Linked DNA regions of Macaca mulatta: region 1 is linked to region 2. Evidence: chromatin contacts called from public Hi-C data. All regions are on one chromosome and are shown on one strand. Each heading gives the region's core, a stretch centred on a gene start, on an enhancer-like site or on the middle of the called end of the contact. The rest is flanking DNA. Distances are from core to core; before and after follow the strand shown.

What was found. A called contact is a pair of places that touch in the nucleus more often than the background predicts.
Region 1: a contact with region 2 is called in a Hi-C map of cortical neurons, with 7 times the contacts expected there. The contact joins the promoter of IBTK here to the promoter of UBE3D in region 2. A contact is called at or near these places in 4 of 14 Hi-C or Micro-C datasets (CD4 T cells, cortical neurons, fetal cortex germinal zone and 1 more).

What each region holds. Positions count from the first base shown.
Region 1 is chr4:103,568,295-103,573,704 of T2T-MMU8v2.0, reverse strand. It overlaps IBTK (inhibitor of Bruton tyrosine kinase), which reads right to left and starts at 2,832. Exons shown (of 29, transcript XM_015136835.3): 1 at 2,649-2,832.
Region 2 is chr4:102,770,202-102,775,139 of T2T-MMU8v2.0, reverse strand. UBE3D (ubiquitin protein ligase E3D) reads right to left here and starts at 3,227. Exons shown (of 10, transcript XM_077999709.1): 1 at 3,028-3,227.

The sequences.
Region 1 (5,410 bases), core at 1,583-4,082, 800 kb before region 2:
TGATCTATTACACAGTTCCTATTATCAAAGGGTCACAGTTTGGTATAAGAGAGCAATTTTATACGGTCGAAGAGGACGACCATCCCCGCTAGAGGAGGGCCAGTCTTCAGTCAAGGGTATACGAGTAGCTGCACTCCCCTGCTAGAACCTCCAAACAAGCTCTCAAGAGAGTAATTTTATTTAGGCAAGTAACTAAAACATATCATGATTATAAACCTATGGTCAAGATAAAACAAGTGACACACAGGAATGAGGAGTGCAGAAGAGGGGTCCAGGGAAGACTTTCTACAGGAGATATATAAACTATGTATAAACTAAGACTTAAAAGATGAGTACCGGCCAGGCACAGTGGCTCATGCCTGTAGTCCCAACACTTTGGGAGGCTGAGGCAGGCAAATCACTTGAGCCCAGTACTTTGAAATCAGCTTGGGCAACATGGTGAAACCCGTCTCTACAAAAAAAATACAAAAATTAGGCGTGGTGGCACGTCCCTGTAGTCCCTGCTACTCTGGAGGCTGAGGTGGGAGGATCACTTAAAATTGGTCAGTCAAGCCTGCAGAGAACCAAGATCATGCAACTGCACTCCAGCCTGAGCAACTGAGCGAGACTCTCTTTGGGAAAAAAAAAAAAAAAAAAAAAAGAGTACCATATGCGATGGCCTGATAAATTCTGGGTGAGAGCACATTTGAAGCAGAGGGATAGTAAATATAAAAGAACTAGAATCACCTTGGTCCATTCCAAAATTTCTAAATAATTCAGAAGACAGAAGTGAGGCCTAACAACACACGAGGATAGACCAGATTTTGGACAGCCTTATGTGCCCTTCCTTAGAGATTAAAAAAAAAAAAAAAAAAAAAGGCAGGCAATCCAAAGACAAGATGTCGTAGTAATTCCCAGGTTTCTTGCTTGGATAACAGATAGAGAAACTAGAAAGAAGAGTAAGGGGTCAATACTTTGGAAGTCAGTAAAGCAAAACAAAACTAAACAACAGAACAAACACAAAAATTATAGGTGAAATTTTGTTTTATACATTATAGATAGTGCTCTACATAAATATAATCCTTATTTCAGCCTTATTATTGCCCCTGTAAATGTGATCACTTTCATTTTCTGATGAGGAAATTCACCTGAAAATTTTAAAAGCCTACCTAAAATAATATCAACAGAAAAGTGCTCTTGATCCTACCTATCCTAGGCTACCAAACTACTCTCCCAAAAGGCAGTTAGAAAACTTTTAATGATAGTAGTATAATGTAGTAGAAAAAAGTACCATGGAATTCAATTCAAAATAATTGAATTCAAAAGCAGTTTGGTAGGGCAGCTGGAGACTCCGAAGCTTAAGATTCAAGCGATTCTGCCTCAGCCTCGCAAGTAGCTGGGATTACAGGCACACACTACCATGCCCGGCTAATTTTTTTGTATTTTTGGTGGAGACGGGGTTTCACCATGTTGGCCTCGAACTCCTGACCTCAAGTGATCCGCCCGCCTTGGCCTCCCAGACTGCTGGCATTACAGGTATCTTTTTTTGGGGGGAGGGGGGGCGGAGCCACATTCTGTCGCCCAGGATGGAGTGCAGTGGCACGATCTCCACTCACTGCAACCTCCACCTCCCGGGTTCAAGCAATTCTCGCTTCAGCCTCCCGAGTAGCTGGGATTACAGGCATGAGCCACCGCACCCGGCCTAAAAAATTTCTTGAAGTAAACTCCGGTTTGACTAAAAGTTTCTGCAAATATTTGCAAATGTAATTATTTTTAGAAATCAGTTCTGTCCTCATCTACCTTCCTTCAATTTCCAAAACAAATAAAAGTTAAGGAATTCAAAATACAAAAAGAGAAATGATCAAGAGGGGGCTGGCAAGTCTGTGAATTTACACCACTTTATGGGCATTGAAACACTACTACTCATAAAAGTCACATCCTTTCAGTATTTCTGATAAATTTCAAATGGCCTACTTCGAGCATAAGTTAAAAGGTGCTACATGAATCTCTGGCTAACACAGCCAAGTTTTATGAACCACGTTGGAAAATAGGAGTCAAGGATGGCCTGTGTTACCTAATTCGCAGCTGAACTAAAACTCTTTGAGCCAGACAGCTCTGCCTGTTACAAAAACAAAAGGCATGTCTTCTCTGTCTCTCTCACCACCCCCCACCACCCTCCAAAAAGAATCAGTTCCTTTTTACATAACAGTGAATGTCCACATATCAGAGTTCACCACCTGCTTCCCGACAGAGTCGGTATCCGCGGAGTGGACTCAAACTTGTGACTCCAGGAAGGGGATAAAGAACATGAGCGCCCCTAGGAATGGCTTCAAATCCAAGACTCGAAGGAAAGTGACACTACACAACTATCACAACTAGGAAGGCAATGTCGCTGGAGGGCGTGTCCCGCAGGACGGGAGCTTAGCGCATCGCCGGGACAGGCCATTCATTAGCTAAGGGGGGCGGTAGGGACCCTGGCCACTCGGCCCTCTCCGCGCGGCCTCGCGCGAAGCCCGGCAGCCTCAGGGCCGCAGAGTCCCCTCCCTACGGTCCCCCCGCGCAGCCGTCCGCAGCCACCCGCACCCTCCGGAAGGCGAATACTCTCCCCCTGCCCCCGGACTGAAGGGAAGCCGCTCCGCACAGTCGGGCAGCGCCAAGCCCTCCCTCACCAGTCGCTAGATGAAACTGCGCCGGTGGATTCCGCAGGGTCCACACAGAGCCACACAGGGACTCATCCTCAGTGAAGGCAATAAGAGAAACCGAACGGCGCCAGAGGGGCCGGTCCCCAGAGCCGGGTCAGTTCGGCAGGCGGCTGCAACCCAGCCGCGACTACAAGAATCGGGAAGGGGGATGTGGAGGAAGGGCCCGAGCGGGCGGTACTCAGTAATAAGGCGGGCGCTGATTGGCTAGGGCTCCTGTATGTCTCTTGATGATTGGCTGGTGCTTGCCCAGAAGGTTTCGCGTGGCAGCACCTCTGCCATGGTCTTTTTCCCTGACGCCCCAAAGGAGCTTGACCTCGCCGGCCTTGGGGCGGCTGACTCAGGCCAGGGGCGGGGAAGGGAGAAAGGCCGCAGCGGGGGACTCTAGGCCAATAGCGGTGATGGGAGTGTCGCTTTCCAGGCCAGCCATCTCCTAGTTAGAAACGTCTCTCCAGGCAGCTGGAGACTCGGAGGGGAGGCTAAACCGGAGTGGAGAAGGAGACCTGGCCGGATGCCTTGGACACCCGGTCACTACGCAGCAGAAGCCAGGTGCATAGGCGTCTTGCACAAAAGAGTTTCTTCCCGTGGCCTTAGCAGTGGGGTTACTGCAAAGCCGAAGGTGTAGTCTACGTAAACCCAGCCTCACCCCTCTCTGGATCGCTATACACCCGGATTATCTGGCAGTCACTCCTTTGGTCAGAAGGCGTCACTGCCCTCTTAGATCACCACAGTGGGACTAGCTGCCGACCCGGGTCACGCCACTCAGTGCCTGACACCAGGCTTACACTAGGCTTTTTCCACTTGAACTCTGAATCTAAAGGCCATTTAGAAAGTGGTCGAGTGAAAAAACTAGGAGGGACAGTAGCCAATAATCAATACTAGGGTACTGAATGGGAAACATACTGCTGCTGAATGCCTAATATAGTAAGCACTCAGTAAATGATTGTTCAAGGAGGGGTAGTGTGACTCAGAACAAACGACACTAGGAATCACAAGTTGGCTGTACAGCTCTGCCACGTTGTGAATTTTACAAGCCATTGAGTTGGCCTCATCTCATCTCTGAAAGAAAGGAGTTGTGCATGTCTTAATGCCCACTGAGCTCTGCTTGCTCTCTTTTGAAGCTTTTTTTGTGGAAGAGTAGATTACTAGCCCAAAGCCACACAGCTGCTTAGCGAAAGAGAAAGGGAGACTAGGACCCAGCCCTCCTGCTGCCCTTCCCAGCACATAATTGTTTCTTTGCTCTTTATTCTGAATACCCTACTTCCTACAAAACAAAAACCAGTTAGTAATGTAAAAATTGAGTGATTTTGAAAATAAGCTTAAGTTGTATCTCCAGATATTTTTTAAAAAAGAAGCTACATATAATGACTTTCATGTTCATGAACAAAGAAGCCAATAAAAGCAAATAAAGCTCCTAGTGTAAATAAACGCATTGACCTGAGTTCATAACTTTTCTCTCTCTTTCTTGTATCTGGGCAAGTTAATTCACTTTTCTGAAGCCTCAGTTTCCTCATTTGCAAAATAGGAGAAATAATCTATTTTGGGGTTGTGAAAATGTAATGATAATATATAGCACTTAGCAGAGGGCCTTAGTAGCGCACAATAATACTTCATAAATAGTGCTAATAAATGAAGTATTACCTTAGTGGCTGAATTATTCCAAGCAGGCATTCATTAATTTAAAAATGACAGCCAAGCAAAGTGAGTCACACCTGTAATACCACCACTTTGGGAGGCAGAGGCCGGTGGATCACTTGAGCCCAGGAGTTCAAGACCAGCCTGGACAACATGGTGAAACCCTGCCTTTACTAAAATTAAAAAAAAATTAGCCAGGCATGGTGGTGCACGCCTGTGATCCCAGCTACTCAGGAAGCTGAAGTGGAAGAATACCCTGAGCCCTGGGAGATCAAGGCTGCAGTGAGTCAAGATCAGGCCACTGCATAAGCCTACGCAACTGGGGTGAGGCCCTGTCTCAAAAAATAATAATAAATAAAAGTAAAACTTACCAGGTCTCGGACAATTTGTGGTAAGCATTGGGGATCCAACAGTGGACAAAAATACATGTAGATCCAGATATTCCCAAGCATAATAAATTGCAACATTTATAAGTATTACAAAGAATACTGTGATAGATTTAATCTGACTTCCAAGAGATGTGACACATGAAGTAAAGAATGAGTAGAAGATAACTCAGATAACTAGATAACAAGGAGATAAGTAGATGAAGCAGGAAAGAAATAACCTTCCAAGCGAAGGGATATAGAATTGCTCCCCTTTTCCCGGGAAAGTTAGACGCTTTCAAAAGTACTGACTGGTTATTTGCAAGACAAAATATTAAAATAAGTAGGAAATATTAAAAATGAAATACAATTAAGTGAAAAATATATTGTAGATGTGGTTAAGGGAGGAAGAAATCAAAATGAGCCATTTTGTTTGATTTTTTTAAAAAATTTTGTGTTTACACATTAAAGAATAGGTCAAAATATATCTACAATGATTTTTCTGTGGTGGAATTATGGGTGATTCTTAATTTCTATCATTTTGACTTTTGTAATTTTTATTGCAATAATTTAAATATTACTTGAATGATTAAAAAAATCAAAGTTTGGAAAAATAATTGACTAGAGTTTCTAAAGTAGTTTTATTTTTTAAAGTAAAAAATAAAAAACCAGAGATGGCTTTAAAAGATTGCAGTGATGGGGGGAGGGAGTAGAAAAAGAATAGCACAGGCC
Region 2 (4,938 bases), core at 1,978-4,477:
AGAACGGATTTAAAATCACCTAACTATATATTTTTTAAAATAGCATATAGTTTTATGCTATTTTTAGAGAAATACAGTATGTTTACAGTTTTTTGCTTTATACAGAAAGACATAAGAAAGGTTAAAAGGGTAGAAAAGACACACTATGCAAACAGTATAAGTCAACTGATTTCTCATGAAGATACTGAGTTATTTTAATGGGAGAAATGATGGCCTTTTCAACTGATGGTGATAGAATAACTGAATATCCTTATACCAAAAAAATGAACTTTGATCCCTACCTCATTGCAAACACAAAAATGAATTCAACATGATCACAGATCAAAATGTAAAAGCTAAAACGATGTAACTCCTAGAAACTAAACCTGCCAAAACATCTTCACAGCCTTAAGGTAGGCAAAGATTTAAGACACCGAAAAAACTAACCCTTAAGTGGAAAAAAAAAAAAAATGACAGTGGACTTCATTAAAATTTCTGTTTATCAAAGGACACTATAAAAAAAATGAAGCAGGGCATGGTGGCTCACACCTGTAATCACAGCACTTTGGGAATCCAAAGTGGGCGGATCGCTTGAGTCCAGAGTTCACGACCAGCCTGGGCAATATAGTGAAACCCTATCTCTACAAAAAGATACAAAAATTAGCTGGGCATGGTGGCATGCACTTGTATAGCAGCTACTCAAGAGGCTGAGGTGGGAGGATTGCTTGAGCCCAGGAGGCTGAGGCTGCAGTGAGCCATGACCACACCACTGCACTGCATCCTGGGCAGTAGAGCGAGATCCTGTCTCAAAAAAAAAATACAGAAAAGAAAATGAAAAGGTAAGTCACAGATAAGAACAGTCATATATTCACAAGGCATTTATATGAGAAAGCTCTTGTTTTGAGACTGTAGAAAGAGCTCAATTAAACAAGACAAATAATCTGATTAACGGCAAAAAAATTAGACGATACTTTTAAAAAGAACATATATGAATTGCTAAAAAGCAAGTGAAAAGGCACTCAACATTATTAGTCATCAGTAAAACGAAAATTAAAACCACAAGATACTATTTTACACACACTAGAATGGTTCAAACTAAAAGGACTGACAATACTAAATGTAGGTGAGAATGTGAAGCAGTTGAAACTCTCATTTTTTTTTTCTGGTTGAATGTGTAAACTGGTACAGTCACTCTGGAGAACTGTTTGGTAATTTCTCACAAAGTAACACACACATCTATCCTATGACCTAGAAATTGCACTGTTTGGTACTTACCTAAGAGGAAATAAAAATGTATGTCCAAAAAAAGATTTATATGACAGTGTTATGACAGCTGTATTCATAATAAGCAAACTCCGGAAACAAGAAAAACCTTCAGCAATAGGAGAACAGATAAATGAACTGTGGTATATTCATACAATGGAAAACTTAGCAAGAAAAAGGAATGGACTACTGATATATGCAGCCACATAGATGGAAAATGAATCTCAAAAATATTATGGAAGGAATGCAGCCAGAAACAAAAAGGTATATACTGTATGAATCCATTTATAAGTAGTTCAAGAAATGGCAAAACTAAGTCCAGCAAAGTTAGGTTTCTTTTTTTCTTTTTCCTTTTTTTTTTTTTTTTTTTTTGAGACGGAGTTTCATTCTGTCGCCAGGCTGGAGTGCAGTGGCGCAACATCGGCTCACTGCAACCTCCGCCTCCCAGGTTCAAGCGATTCTCTTGCATCAGCCTCCCCAGTAGCTGGGACTACAGGCACGTGCCACCACACCCAGCTAATTTTTTATTTTTAGTAGAGACAGGATTTCACCATGTTGGCCAGGATACTCTCGATCTCTTGACCTCGTGATCTGCCCAAATCGGCCTCCCAATGTGCTGGGATTACAGGTGTGAGCCACCTGTGTAACTTGCTTAAACAAGGGGGAGTAGTCCAAGGGAACTGTGAAAGGCCCCTGGATGAGAGGAAGGGAGGGTTTGGTGTGTGTGTGGTTTTTGTTTTATTTCGGTAGAGTTTGGGTTCCTAATTACTCTACAAGGTGCACCAGAATTGGAGATATTTGCCCAAATTCATAATTTTTGAAAGAGAAAAATAAATACATTCAGAGTACTAAGTGTTATTCCTATTTCAAGATTGAAGAAATTCCGATTAAATTATTCTAATTTTGTGAGGAAGCTAGCATTTGAACTCAGTTCTCATGCCATATTCCAAACGGCCACACCAGATATCTGGCAGATTAAGGGAAAAGAGGAAAAAATTAAGCATCAATCTACCTGTGGCACTGTGTAATAACAATCTCAGGATTTTAACATTTAACTTACTCTGTTTGAAACAGCGATCACAAAGGAATAGACAAGGGGACCACAAATCATTAAAACTGCTGTCAAACAAAATAGAGAACATTTTCCCTAAAAGTTATTTGTTTGTGTAGCGAATAACAAGCTCGCCGTTCTCACTGGAAAGCAGAAGATGAATAAATGAACGAGCTCCAATAAGAAGTCTGCAACCTTTCTTCGAGGTTCATTAAACTCAGTTTATTGAATGACTGTGTGGTTTCTCTGCAAAGAGCAGTTTTGGGAGGAAAGACCCGAGGTTATCTACAACACAAGAACCTCACACATAGGAACTGATCCAGTAAGCAGGATCCTGAAGAGAGGCAAACAAACCATTTTTTGCATTGTTTTGTTGGAAACGCCGGGCACTGCCAACAGTGCTTTACATCACTGTTCCTCAAATTTTAATGTGCATTTGACTCCTGGGAATCTTGTTAAAATATAAGTTCTGATTCCCTAAGTCTGGTGTGGAGCTGAGACCCTGAATTTCTAAAAAGCTACCCAAAGATACCAGACTGTCTGTAGGGGTGGGAGTGGCGGAGGCGACTACAGGGGAAAGCTTCACTTTGAGTGATCGAGAGGCTCTACGCAACTGGCAAGAAGAAACTCAAAATCCCTCGTTCAGAGAGAGACAGAGAGAGACTCACCAGCCCCCCGATCCCTGGGCAGCAGTAAAGCGAGCTGGGTACTGCGCCTAGAATCCCAGTTCTTACCCCAGGATCAGCAGCGCGCTCTGCAGCTGTCTCCGCACCTCCAGAAATATGCGCGTTTCTGCCGCAGTAGCCGCCATGGCGGGCGTCCAGTCCCGGACCGGACCAAGCTGGAGATTCCGAGGGGCCCGGGTCAACAGGACCAGGAGAGGTTCCACGTGCGGACCAACCAGCAGCAGCCCCGCGGCGGCGCAGGCGCCTGTGACAGAGCTCATGGCTGACACCGCCTACTGGCTCACAGCGCCGCCTGCCGGCCGGAGAGTACACCACCGAGAAGGCGAGGGACCCCCTGAGGCCTGGGCGGGGCGCGCATTTTCAAAACCAGGCTTTGGCCCACAGCGCTGAGAAAGGGGTGGGCGGCGAGAGGTGAGCTATCCTCCCACTCTGCTTCTTTTGAGCGTGACTTGGCGCGTTAGCCTCCCTGGAAATGACCATAAAAATCAGACCCAAGGTTCACTCCTTTGGCTAACTCGAACTGAGGGAGGTGATGGAGGCAGGTGTTACAGGTGGACTTTGTCTCCAGGAAATCCAAGAGCAGAATTCCTGGCCCCAAACCCACTTTATTTTGGTCTCTTTATGAACAAGGGTCATTTGTTAGCCTCTGTCTAAAGTAACAAAATTTTCAAGAATTGACTTGCCATTGCTTCTCAACTTAGGATAACTCCAAAATTGAAACGGGTGCAAAAACATGAGGAAATTCTTTGTTACCTAATGCAAAAGAGTATGGCTGAAGTCTATCGGGACTAACCGTTTTTTAGGGGGTAAAAAAGGAAGATGAGAATGATTACGTATGTACAGCTCCACTATTCACTTTCACAAAAGTAAAAACTAAGAGAAGTTGTCATCCCATTACTACTAAAAGATAGTTTTGAAAAGTTTGACACAGTAAATACTTATAATGAAAAACTATTTAAATATAAGACCAGGGTAGAATTACAATCGGACTTCTTAAAAACAAGGAACTGCTGTTTTTTGTTTTGTTTTGTTTTTAGACAGAGTCTCTCTCTGTCGCCAAGGCTGGAGTGCAGTGGCGCAATCTCGACTCACTGCAACCTCCGCCTCCCGGGTTCAAGCGATTCTCCTGCTTCAGCTTCCGGAGCAGCTGGGATAACAGGTGCACACCACCATGCCCGGCTAATTTTTGTATTTTTGGTAGATCCGCCCGCCTCGGCCTCCCAAACTGCTGGGATTACAGGTGTGAGCCACCATGACCGGCCTAGACCATAAATAAATTCTAAATAAATAAATCCTGTCATGTTTTAAGATAATAGCTTAAGACAATTTTTCTAAAATCAGTATTTGGGGTGATTAAAGTGTATTATGTTGATGCGCAAATTATTATATCTATCCCAATAATTTGAAATCATAGATGGAAGCAACAACTCACTTTAAAAAATGAAGTTTACTACTGTTTGGTCTCAAGTAATTCATTTATTTGAAGGATGATGATTTCAACTCTTCATATCTTCCTCCTTTAATATCCGAGACTATTGAATGCTTAAATATTGACACATTATATTGAAATACACAACTTCCTTAGCACAGCTTATTCTTTATAATTGTTTTGTTAGCTTAAAAGATTGTTATATATTTATAAATATATAAGCAAAAAGATTGTTATATATTACGTATTTGCAAAAACTTTCATTTTTTTACCCCATGGTGTTTGCAAAACGGTGCAATTTACCTTGGAGTAACTAGATATGATTGATAGAGCTCTAGACTCAAAATAGTTCCAAATCTGACACCAACTATTTGTCTCCTAACTTCACAAGTCTCCTAACCTCTCTGGGCCTCAGGTTACTCATATGAAATACTGAGATACTATTACAATAATATTTAAAAGCTGTTTTCAGTTCCTATTATCCCTTCAAATGAAAACATCTGCTAACCCCCTTTCTAACCACTCCTGAA